Regions from separate parts of the Mus musculus genome. Here regions 2 and 3 are each linked to region 1. A link is a contact called in public HiChIP or PLAC-seq data. All regions are on one chromosome and are shown on one strand. Each heading gives the region's core, a stretch centred on a gene start, on an enhancer-like site or on the middle of the called end of the contact. The rest is flanking DNA. Distances are from core to core; before and after follow the strand shown.

Region 1 (4,012 bases), core at 1,034-3,533:
TAGAGGTCATCCTAATTTAGCAGAGTGGCAGTAACAGATTCTCCTGTGGGCTGCATGGACTTTCCAGCTAAGGTAAGTTGGCTGTTTACCTACCAGTCATGGTTTTCCCATGGACCAAGCCTTAAGTCCAATTAGATGGCTTTTGGGTATCTCCAAGACATAAGTGCCACTATTTTACCCTTGTGAGCACATCATTCCACATGGGCTATTGTTGTGGTCCATGGGTATTACAGCTGGGTATAATTATAAACTTCTATTCTCCCTTGGGAGCTTGCATAGCACCTTCAGCTACTGTGAGAGCTAATACTCAATATTCTGCCTGGGAGAATTCCATAGTCATAGACATTCAAATTTTTGTAGATTTTAAAAGTGACCGAGGAAATGAGGAAAACAATATAGAGAAGTTGCCAGCATTGTGAGAGTACCCTTTATTCTGGACTTTCAGCTTTCACAATGAGTGCCATGTCCTCTAGATCTGCAGGGAGGCTCTGCTTCCTTTACTTCCAAAACTTTGATTAGCTCAAGAATTACCGACTTTTGCTTTATCATACATAGATAGAAACAAATAATAGGCACTATCACTAGACACTTCCCGTGCCTTTTAACAGCTCAAGTAGGCAATGCTGTTGGTATGATAGTGTTTCGAAAACCATTCAGTGCCTCTGATAAAATACTAGCAATTGACTTCTGACCTGGTCCAAGAGCTACGTCTACCTGCTCAGAGAGCTGTTGAGACTCTGCATGGTGTTGTAGAAAAGCCAAACCATATATTCCAAAAACCACGAAGTTCACTGACACCATTTGTTTTGTTGGACAAGAAAAATGGAATCTTGAAATAGTTTCACTAAAATCCTGCTGTCAATAAAAAACTAAAGCTCACTGTAATGTCCAGGTAATTTAACAAGTCCAAATTTCTAGGCAAACATTTGTGACAAAAACAAGACAGAAACAAAAAAATCCTAAAACAATCAAATGGTCAATCTTTCTAACATGTCACCAGTCAGCAGTCATTGGATGGCATACCTTTACACTAGGAGTAGCTCAAAATCATGCAATGAACAAGCAAATGAACAAATAACCAAACTAACGAACAAACATCACTAAAGGAAATCAGGATCACTAACCTCTAATATGGACAGAAAATGTGGAATTTTTTTAAAGTTTTTTTTTTTTTCAATTCAAAAAAACTTAATTGGGTTGTCTGTCTGTCTGCTCCAGAAGAGAGTGTAAGTTGTAAAGACCGAGTATAGTAGCAACAGTGGTAAGAGAATTTTTTTTATTTAAGAAGTCACGTGCAGTACAGTGGAAATGGATGTGACTTAAAAATGTCAAAGAATCTTAACACAGGAGACTGTTCAGAGCCCGGAAGAGGCAAATTCTGAAGGAGCACACAGCCAACAATGTAACAATGTCTCCTTTACTTCAGCAGCTGTGGCCTTCATCAGCCAGCCAATGGTCCGCGGCAGTGACAGTCTACTCTGATCTGCAGCTAGTCTTGCATTTGATTCAAAGAGCTTGCACAAATGTACACATGAAGATTTGCAAGTTCAGCTAAACTGTGGCTTTGTATCAAATTGTGTTTAGCTTTTCCTTCCTGAGGAAATTGCAATTGTTGCTGAGTAGCCTCTGTGTGTGTGTGTGTGTGTGTGTGTGTGTGTGTGCGTGTGCGCGCGCGCGCGCGTGTGTGTAAGCACTGGAGTGTAAGCTGTGAGCGATTTCAATTCTCTTGGGCAGGGAGTCAAATGTTCTGCTTCTTCAATGCTAAATACTCCCCAGTCACTTCATTGTAAGGCCAAGAGAAAGGTTTAATAGCTATCTTCTCATGCCTTGTGCCACTGGGACTGAGATAAAATAAGGGTAGATCAGATTCTCTGCCCAGTAAATCCTCTTATTCAAGCAGGCTCTCTGGCTCCCTTCCTTTGCCTGAGAGGCTGAGTTTATTCAGAAGGCCCAAGGCAGTACTTATTTAGCCAAGCTGTCCAGGTAGTCAGAGCACACCCTGCAGGTTTCTTTGAAGTATGGGTTACCACTGTGGGATAAACAGTTCTGGACACAATAAATTCTCTAAGCTTTAACATTTCCTAAAGACCTGATAAAACGGTGGCACTGGCCCCGTGCACGCGATCCCAAGTGGCCTTGCCTCAATATGAGGTTGATATGTTTTGACAGGAAAGCCTAAAAGGGAAACCAGGAAGCTGACAGGTCAAATGGTACAGTCTTTACCCTCATCCCTCCCCTGAGTATATGCAGCTGTGAATGGGGCTGTTAATGGCCATATGTGGAGTCATAGGAGTGTGACGTTCAGTTCAGCCACTGTCGTTATTTGCAGATGCACAGAAAGCCAAGGACAATCCAGCTAGAGGTAAATTTTTTTTTTTTAAATCACTGCTAGTTACCATACAGACCACTCAAAGAGGGTCCTGCTCTCATTATACTCCAGGGAGCACAGAGGAGTCTTTGAAGGAGAAACAAGTAAGAGCTTTAATTCTGTGACACATGCAAAGCCCAGAAACACAGAAGTGGATCCAGAAAGGAAGCTCTGACTTGCTGAGAACCTAATGTGGAGACTCTCATCAAAATCTTCCTTTTTGTGTTCTCATGACATCTGAGAACTAGAGGGGTCCTGGAAATCACTGAACCTGATCCCCGTTGAAGTGTAGGGATGAGAACCTGCAAGAAGCTAAGCAACTAGAAACACCAGCTATTGCCTCCCCGTCCCGTGTCCCCGTCCCCCGTCCCCCCCCCCCCCCCCCCCCAGTTTGTGGGAGATGACTGCTCACTGAAGGCAGTGAAGCTGGGGGCCTCTGAGTCTGTGCTGAAGTGTACTCCAGCACTCGGAGGCCCTGACACGCCATTCTGGCTGCCGTTGAGCAAGTCGTGTCTCACTGACACCGGAAGTGAACGCAGCTCCTTTCCCTTTCAGAGGAGCCCTGGCTTGCGGCTGCTCACTAATTTTGAGATCCCGAGGGAAGATCACTGGTGACTAGACGACTAGACTGAGGATTAGACGGCTCTCTGCTATGAACCCATCAGCTGTGCTCAGCCCTGGTTCTCAGCAATGCCCCTAACATGAGAGGGAAAACAAAAACAGGACCCAGTGAGAAGATCGCTGTCCATCTGTTTATAGAAAAATGGAACCTTGAGGACAACGTTTAGCCAAACTGTGCCTCAGTGTCCTCAACTGAAAGGTGAATGGACCTGTAAACTCAGTATCCTGTGTTCGTTGGCGTAGCCCTGTTCCAGCTCACTGGGTTGCTATGTCACTCATGCAGACAACACCTGCAGAGTATACATCAATTATAAAATGCTTTCTTTCCTTTTAGGTATACAAAACAATGTTTTTCATTATAAAATTTTCATACATTTGTCATCATTCTTTGGTCACATTGATCCACCCTTGCTCTCCTTACCCTGGCCCAAATCGGTCCTCCCTCCAAATAGTTTCCCATATTTTCCTTTTCCACTTTTATGTGCACTTAACACTTTGACGAATTTTTTATTATATTTAATAATTATATTGTTTTCTGATGCTATTTTTTGCTCACATTTGTTAATGATTCATTGACCTTAGATATCTTTTTGTTTTAAATGGGCAAAATCTCAATACATTTATAGGAAGATAAAGAGAATGATAATATTCCCTGAAACTAGGAAGAAAAGAAGAAAATACATTAGTAACTCAATGGGTCAATCAGCAATTCATGTCTGAACACATATGAAAATGATATACATAGAAAACAGAAGGGAGCACAACCCAGTTCCAGACTAAACCACTGCTTCATGTCAGAGCCAGTCCACTCTAGACAGAGTTTTACTTTCTTCCTTGTTTTATCTGAGGTCTTCTGACTTTTGAGGCACATGCCTTCTATCTATGCTTTCTCCTCTTTCTAGGGCTGATAAGCAAGGAAGGGAGATATAGAAGTTATGTCCGGTTCCCTCTAGAAGAGTTCGTACAGGGATTCTCAATGGAATGTCATAATTCTCAGATGAGGACATTCGTCCTGCGATGCCA
Region 2 (4,012 bases), core at 951-3,450, 230 kb after region 1:
CTGTCAACAGAATCTGCGTGTTCAAAATAACTGCGTCTTGCAAAGGAAGAAAGAAAATATATTGTAGCAGATAAAGAACTCTAGGTAAGGGGAGAAAAAAAAAGCCAAAACCCTCCATCTTTTCCTGCCGAGAGTTTCGAGAATCAGGCTGAGACTGTCACCCTGAGGTAAGAATAACTAGCTTCTGGGAAGGTCTTTTCTTCCCTAGTTATTTGAAAAAGAACAAGCAAAAACACTTTTGGATTTCTTTCTCGCTGTACACTTCAATGGAGTCCTAAAGCTAGGCTTTTTCAGTCCTCTGTTTCCCTTGATCAACCCACCCCTGCCCCTCTATATTTTTCCTTTCCTCTTCCAAGCCTCACCCGGCAAAACAAGGTCTCTCATGTGAACTTTGTTAGTGAAGCTCATATATGTCACAGTGTCTCACATTTCAGTCCTAAAGTTATCAAAGCAAAATCATTGCCACCTGAAGGTCTGAGAGAAGGCCCCATGGCTATATGGTCCAGTCACTAATACTGGATCCCGGCCTCCAGCATTTCTTCTGCCAGCACCAGCTTCGCTTCAACACCAGACTCTAGCTTATAGAAGAGACAAAAACTGTACCCACGTGCATCCACCCAACCTTCCAGTCACAAACACGGCAGGATGGAGAAACGTGAACACATTTACTTTCTATACCTAAAAACCCAAACTTGTTTGTATAGTAAAGGCAAGTTTGGGAAGACCAAGTCTTTTGTGGTCCAGATGCAACAACCTGGGCACCTCCAAAGTAGATCCCACTCCATGAACAGGGACTGCCAACCACAGCCCCAGAAAGGAGAATGGAATCAGTGAACGCCTTACAGTGCCTGCCACTGGCCCTCATCCTGCCTTAATTGGCTGTCTGTTCACACCTCTTTAAATGCCTCTCGTTTGCCCCTCTTCTATTCCTCTTTGTCTGGCCTCACCTGCTGACCCAGTGTTGGCTACCTCAAAGGGCCCTTAGATTCCAGGCTTCCCCCAGTCGCAAGAGACCCTTGCTCAGAGTTCATCTCAGCGGGGACTGGCTTTTCAAATGGAAATTCTGTTCTCAGGACCTTTTCCCTGGTGCAGAAGAGAAATAGGTAGGGAAATAACTAGATAACTAGGTGGCAGGTGGCAAAGAATCTCCACAGAATAGGTTGAAAGCAAAAAAAAAAACCTGTATCCCCACAAAGACAAATAACAGCCCAGAATCCTACACGTAGTCCACACGTGTGTGCCACAAAATCCAGGGCAAAAATAAATTCCCAGATTCGCTTGACACCGCTGCCACACAGCTGTCTCAGCCCAGCTCCCAGATCTGCTGCAGTGGTGTTTGTGAAGACAGCGCCTTCTCCCGGGAGCAGAGACCCTGGGGCCCGGCGTTTCTAGGAGGTGATTACTCCAAGCCTTTCAATAACTCATCACTCATCCTGCACTGACCCGAGCCTCACCCTAGAAACTCGGTCACCGTCGAAGTCGACAAGAAAGCCCTTGGCCATCCTAATTCTCCAGGTGACACTGTTACTATGCGCCTGGAGCTCAGGAAAGAGAATCTCTGGCAGGTGCCCACGCCTGAGGCAAAATCAATGGCAACGCTTACAGCTAGGGGCTGAGAAATCTCAACCCCTGCTGGGGCGGTGGGTTTGACAACAGCTACTGGAAAGGTCTCCGGATCCCCACGCCCACCCCTGCAACCCTGCTGGGTATCTCGACCCAATGCAGTCTGAAGGGCGGAACCGGACCGAGAGAGCGCCTCCACGCCCCCTTTGTCTCCACGTTTTCCAAATGACAGGAGAGGAAAGTTTACGAGCCTGGACGGGGTAGCTTTCTTCTGGGTCCATCTGGCACCTCGCAGGAGCCGAGATCCTCGCTGGGATGGGATCGCGCTCTCCTCCTCGGAACAACCAGGGCATTACCTTCATCTGCACCTTGCAACCGGCAAGCCAGGCGTGGGCCACCTGAGTCGCTTCGTCCAGTCGGAAACCTGCCCCCTTCGCCCCAGTATGTCCAGCCTCAGCTGTGCCCCGGGCACCACACTCACCTTTGGCGGCCAAGCTTCCTTCCTTGCGCCCTATTGGGCGGACGGACTGCAGGCGGCGAGGTGCATTCAGGCAGCGGCTGCAGACGAGCTCCTCAGGCGCTGCTGCATTCCGCTTGCGTGGGAGAGCGAGCGGGCGAGCGCGCGGCACGGGCGTATGCGAGTGTGTGTGTTTGTGCGGTGTGTGTGTGTGTGTGCGCTCGTGGGCGGGGTGGGGGCGGGAGTGCGCGGGATCACAGATTCCCCTCGGCGACCATCCCTTGCTAAGCCTCCTCTGCTGCCTCCTCTTGTCGTTGGGTCCAGGTTTTGGGACCTCCCGTTTGTTTAATGAAAGGGAAGGAGCAAAAGGCCGGCGGGGAGGGGGCGTGGGGGGGCGTAGAGGCGGGGAGAGGACCGCGCATGCTCAGAGAGGGGCACCGAGCTTGCTCTCTCTCAAGAGCTGAAGCATGAAGCTTGCAGGGTTGTGCCCCAGGGAGTACCGGAGACTCTGCGGGGTTCCTGGAAGGCAGCCCGGGAATCCCGCTACCTAGGTGCTCCCTGAGCAGAGACGCCAGGGCTCCCGCGCTCTGGAAGCCAGTGGCAGGATCCCCACCCACCTAGGAGCCGCTTCTGCTTGCCAGTCTTTGGTAGCGCTGCGTTTTTCTTGCCTTGGATATTTTTAGTGCTTTCTCAAGCAATCTCTGAGGCCAAAGCATGATATATGCAGAGAAGTCCACAAGGAAACCCGGGCTGCAGGTGGCACCTGGACTAAAATGAGCTTTCTGACTTGGGTTTCCTTCTTCCCCCAACTTCCAGTCTGTGTTTAGCAAGGAGTAAGGGCAGGCAGTCCAGAGTCGTCCAGTCCAAACAGCTTTAACGGCTTCAGGGCAGAAAGGCACATAAAGGGTAGCGGAAGGAAGGTGACTCTCCAAGGACCCTGGATTCAGCCTTGTTCCGTGTCAAGATCCGATGGAGAAGACAGTTGCCTACTCAAGAGGGCAAAAAGAACAATGCAGCCATTGCCCCGCTTGTCTCCAGTGCCAAAGCAATTGTGGGCTCTCATAGGTTGAGGCTTCTGGCCCCTCTGCTAAGTGGAAGAACAACTGTTAGCTTAAGAAAGTCCAGTAAGAGAACTTGAGCCTGTAAAGGCACAGTAACCTGAAGCCACTGGACATTGGCAGGTGAGAGACTCAGCAAGTGGAGTGGAAACTTTCTCAGCGATGTTTGTGCACCAACAAGCGTCCATTTTCTTCTCACAGTTTAATCAAACAGCAGCAGCACACATAACCCCATTTGCTTCCCTACTTTAGAAAAAGACATCCCAAACAGGGGACTTTCTGGAACTCCCTTGCACTCACTTGTTTTTTTTTTTTATCCCTCCAAGGAAGAAGCACAGAAGATGGCCCTCTCTGGCAAATGTTTTCCAAGCTTTCCTTAAAGATCACTTCGGAGGGCTTCCACTGTGCACTTCTAGCAAGCAGATGCCTTCTTGATGAACTCTGACCTGTGTCCCATTTGTCTTCTCAATAATAATGCTGAGTGACACTTGAACAGCAGACAATTAGATCAAATCCTAGGACACACACAGAGGAGAGAAAACAGCATGTCTAAATACCACAAACAAAAGCAAAGTTCAGGAAGGGGCGGGGGGGGGGAACTAAGAACACCAGGATAGGAGGTTCTTAGAAAGAGTGCTGCCCAGGAAGTGTGGCAGGTGGCAATACCTTCCCCCTCATTGAGAATAAAGCTGAGTCCTTTGCTTAAAGAACAGTAACGTTGGATTTCCATCCACCCAGGAGGAAGATCAGGGTCTCCAATGAAACCTCTGACATATATTTGGGGCTCCTAACCATGACTGTTTTTATTTTTTTAATGTTTTGCTATTACAGTATTTAGAAATATCTAAGAGAGATCTGCACGCGCGCGCACACACACACATTCCCTTTAGAACAATCAACAATGTTTACAGGAATTTCAAGGTTCTCATATTAG
Region 3 (4,012 bases), core at 507-3,006, 130 kb after region 1:
GTCGTATTTCATCGCTGAGAGAACTGAGGATACAATTTGTGCAAGAACACAACAGCAAGAACTGAAGTGGAGGCCACGGAGAAAGGCTGTTTTCTGGCTTGTGCTTCATGGTTGTCTCAGCCTGCTCTCTTATAACACCCAGGATGGATTGTCCAGAGGTGGACCCGCCTACAATGGGCTGGACCCTTATATATCACCTGCTAATTAACAACATACATCACAGGCTTGTCTACAGGCTAATCTTCTGAAGGCATTTTCCCAATTGATGTTCCCTCTCCTCAGTGAATCTAGCCTGTGTCATGTTGACAAACAAAAATGCCAGATATCTCTTCTCTAGGGTAAAGAGATTCTAAAGGCAAGAGGGAAGAGTCTGAACTGACTATAAATGCCGAGGGTAAACCATACTTCCATCTTTGGATGGAGGAAAGAATATGCTACAATATTGTTCATCCAGGTAACTAAATGGAAAGGTGTTGAGTTAAATGGGACATAGCACTTATATTACATAACAGGCACTTGTCCTTCCATTCATTCATCAAGGTCTGTTGCTAAGTGACTACAGGATGAAGGGTGAGGACGCCATTTAGAAAGATTCCATGCCCATCAATGAGACTCTACACAAAAAAAGATATGTCTAAGTTTAGTGATGTGGCTCAGTGTTAGAGTGCTTGGCTGATAATAATAATATTTATGATAGTTCCTTGAGAAATAATAAAATATAGACAATAAGACATAATGCCATTGGTATCATTGGTGAATGACCTTGAAAACAAGAAACAACAAATATGAGCCTTTGAATGCTATTTCTGCTTTTAAAAGTTATAAACCCTAATATGAGCAATTTTCATCAGCAAGATCAACACAGCCACTCACTAATTGGGTCTCTCAATGGTCACAGCGTAAGTGAAAGTATCAAGAGAGGTGAAGAAATGAAAGGGAAACTATGAGAGGTTGTGCATTCTTCTCACTCGACAGATGCTGAGTTTTACTACTGTATATGTATAGATATTTTTCTCTTGGGAAGACATAGTAAGAAGTGGCTGGAAAAATCACCTTAGGTGTGAAGATGTGAGTCTCAGCTACTGGAAAAAACTCAGAGTTTTTTTTTCTTAGCCAATAAATGAAAAATTCAGTAAGGCACAGGCTAAATGTGCTAAACGGGAGGAAAAAAAAAACCACTTCATGTGGGCAAGCCATATTGGTGAACAGAGGTCACAAGCCCTCCAGAGAATCTGCCCGAGTAGCTGATGGCAGCACAAATGCTCTCCTAAACGCAGGACCAGCCTTCAATGCTACTGAACAGATATAGGATGGGAATGGGTGATTTGGATGGCGGAAGGGAGTTGATGACAGGGTATTATTATGAAGCCCAGTGCAACTGAGTTCTTTAAACAAGAGAAAGATCCTAGGGACTAACGGACATTCTCTAGTTCCTGTTCAAGGCATTTGATCCAGCTCATGAAGGCCTCCAGTGGTCTGCAGAAGGCAAAATGGTTGTAACGAGCTAGGTGGCCCTTCCTGTCCAAGACCAAGCTCAGTCGGTATCTAGTTTCCCAATGGCGTTTGCTAACCCACTTTGGGATCTTCAGGGTGAGAGCTCCTCAGTCTCTCCACAGCCTAACCTCTCTCCATAGGGGTTACTGGCCCACGGGCATCTCTCTATTCTGTAGCACAGCACACTCATAGAAAGAGACAGATATCTCCAGGCAGTTAATGGCCTCCAGGGGGAAAGCTGGAACACTCTGAAGCCCTCTGCTGCCCTCCACAGGCCACACACGATGGGCAAAGTTTGCTAGTCAGCTCTGGGCCAGTGCGGTATAAAGTAGATTACTCCAGTCATCTCTCAGAAGGCTAGGTGAACTTCCACTCTGCCCCAAACAGAAGCTTACTCTACTGGAACATGAGGACATGATAACATAGGTAAAGTTCCACTCGGAAAACTCTACTCAAAATCATCCTGCACAGAAGGGTTTGCTATGGTTCCAGACATGGCATGATTGTAGAGGTATGAAAAAGAACAGGAGCTCTCAAAAAAAAAAAAAAAAAAACAAAAACAAAAACAAAAACAAAAAAAAAAAAAACTGCAGTGGTCAGCCCTGAAATCATATACATACAAGTACCATTATAGGGATGAGACAGGTTGTAATGCTTTTAGGAAAACACACACACATACACAGGAGAGAAAGAGAGAGACAGAGGGGGGAGACCAGAGGGAGAGAAAGAGAGAGGGAAAGGGAGAGAGGGAGGGAGGGAAGCATGGAGGGAGGGAACACAAAAGGGAATAAAAAGGAAGAGTTGGAAGGAGAAACTTGGAAGAGGTAAAACAATGCTGTTTAATTAATGATGTTTTAATTAAAAATTATTTCAAAGAAAACTCCCCAGTGTTCCATGCCCCACTCTGTCTGACCCATGCCCAGGCACCCAACTCTAGTCCAGAAGAAAAATAACTTATTCTCTGAGTCCAAACGCAACATGGATGTTTATTCCAGAAATAAACATCTCATGCAAATGTACACTTCATGTGTGCTACCCTTGTTTTGGAGGCATAAAAGTTTAAAACATAAGACTTGCTATCAATGTCTTTCATAGGCAGACAAGGAAAGAGCTCTTGAAGGAAATTAGTTAGGAGCCAAGCTGTGAGGACATAAGAGCAAAAGACAGTTGTTTATGTCTCTGGGGCTAAGGAGAAGAAGGAAGAACCATTTATCTGACATGCCACTTGTATGTTTAAAAAGGCAGGCAGGCAGGCAGGAAGGCAGGAAGGCAGGAAGGCAGGAAGGCAGGAAGAAGGCAGGAAGGCAGGAAGGCAGGAAGAAGGCAGGAAGAAGGCAGGAAGGCAGGAAGGCAGGAAGAAGGCAGGAAGAAGGCAGGAAGGCAGGAAGGCAGGAAGAAGACAGGCAGGCAGGCAGGCAGGCAGGCAGGCAAGAATTTAATGGGTTCCCAACTTCTATAGGAGTTCAAATAGAACTCCTTTAGCAGAAACTATAGCTTGATCCATGACTTTGTGTGTATATAGTATATGCATATATGTGTCCACAAGTGCACGCATGAGCTTGCAAAATAGAGTGTCAATGTCAGGTCTCCTCCTTGATCACACTCTACCTTAATATCTGAGGCAAGACCTCTCCCTGAATCTAAAACTCACAGATTTGGCTAGATTAGCTGACCAATGAGCCCCCCAAATATCTTCTGTGTCGATCTCATTTGGATTATACATACAGACCACCACACTCAGATCTTTATGTGGATGCTTGCTAGGGAAGCACTTTACCAACTGGGCCAACTCCTGAGGCCTTGGCTTCACACCCTCCCTGTAGCATCAGTAGCAGTTTTTATATTGCTCTCTAATGTCGACTAGTGCCACTGAAATGCAACTTTATCTCTGAAATGCAGCTTTATCTCAAATAGTAGGTACCCAGAACCCCCAAAAATGTTCCAGGCATTTACTCCCCCATTCAGACACACTGTGCTTCACTTTCTCCTTAATTTCTCTCCCTCTCTTGTTGTATTTATTCAATTTTGTCTCAGCCACTTTTTCTAGAATGGCAAACCTGGTTCCTGCTGTGTCCCTCTAAGTTCATTCGCCCATGGGCAGTTGTTTTTATTCTGCTCATCCCCAGCTCAGCTTCTCTAAACCTTGAAGTTTAGAACCTGACCAGCTAACACCCATGTCCTGTCTACGAGGTTTTACCTAAGATCCCTGGGGGTCATGGCCCATGGCAGTCACTGTTTGCCTTCAACACCTCCCTGCCTGCCTGTATCCTAAGACAGTAGTAAGCAATCAAAGCTGTCACAGCTATATCATATCTTAAGAAGCTTCCCTGGTCTACTCGGAGCCCTCTTTGAGCAGTTGCTTTTATTTTCTTTCACTCACGGGCCACCAGATGGATTGTTCCCCTATGTGTCCATAATAATCATTGCTGGACGTGAACATTTTATCTCCATTGACAGTCCTAGTAAAGTAGCTCTTAACAAGAGTTAGCCTCGGAATCAGGGAGCCCCACTCAATTTG

The links. HiChIP or PLAC-seq counts read pairs in DNA pulled down with a chosen protein or histone mark.
Region 2: an H3K4me3 HiChIP or PLAC-seq map of neural tube shows a contact between it and region 1, with 5 times the contacts expected there. The contact joins the promoter of Plppr1 here to the enhancer-like site in region 1. A contact is called at or near these places in 2 of 39 promoter capture datasets (both in liver), 1 of 484 Hi-C or Micro-C datasets (cerebellar granule neurons) and 4 of 115 datasets of contacts at active chromatin or transcription factors (embryonic forebrain, forebrain, neural progenitor cells and 1 more).
Region 3: a contact with region 1 is called in an H3K4me3 HiChIP or PLAC-seq map of pro-B cells, with 4 times the contacts expected there. The contact joins two enhancer-like sites. A contact is called at or near these places in 4 of 39 promoter capture datasets (the C10 cell line, liver and pre-B cells), 2 of 15 datasets of contacts at CTCF or cohesin (large pre-B cells and pro-B cells), 3 of 484 Hi-C or Micro-C datasets (B cells, pre-B cells and pro-B cells) and 5 of 115 datasets of contacts at active chromatin or transcription factors (the 230-238 cell line, embryonic stem cells, large pre-B cells and 1 more).

What each region holds. Positions count from the first base shown.
Region 1 is chr4:49,283,737-49,287,748 of GRCm38.p6, reverse strand. All of the region lies in intron 3 of Plppr1 (phospholipid phosphatase related 1), which reads right to left. Among named protein-coding and RNA genes, the nearest start is that of Gm22685, 3.6 kb to the left of the region's middle. Within about 2 kb of position 2,283, at least 36 of the 459 cell types and tissues checked have an H3K27ac peak or open chromatin away from gene starts, as enhancers often do. A contact at or near this core is called in neural tube and pro-B cells, where this site is marked.
Region 2 is chr4:49,057,650-49,061,661 of GRCm38.p6, reverse strand. It overlaps Plppr1 (phospholipid phosphatase related 1), which reads right to left and starts at 2,200. Exons shown (of 8, transcript NM_178756.4): 1 at 2,045-2,200.
Region 3 is chr4:49,151,780-49,155,791 of GRCm38.p6, reverse strand. The region is part of intron 1 of Plppr1 (phospholipid phosphatase related 1); the gene reads right to left. Among named protein-coding and RNA genes, the nearest start is that of Gm32657, 92 kb to the left of the region's middle. Within about 2 kb of position 1,756, at least 7 of the 459 cell types and tissues checked have an H3K27ac peak or open chromatin away from gene starts, as enhancers often do. A contact at or near this core is called in pro-B cells, where this site is marked.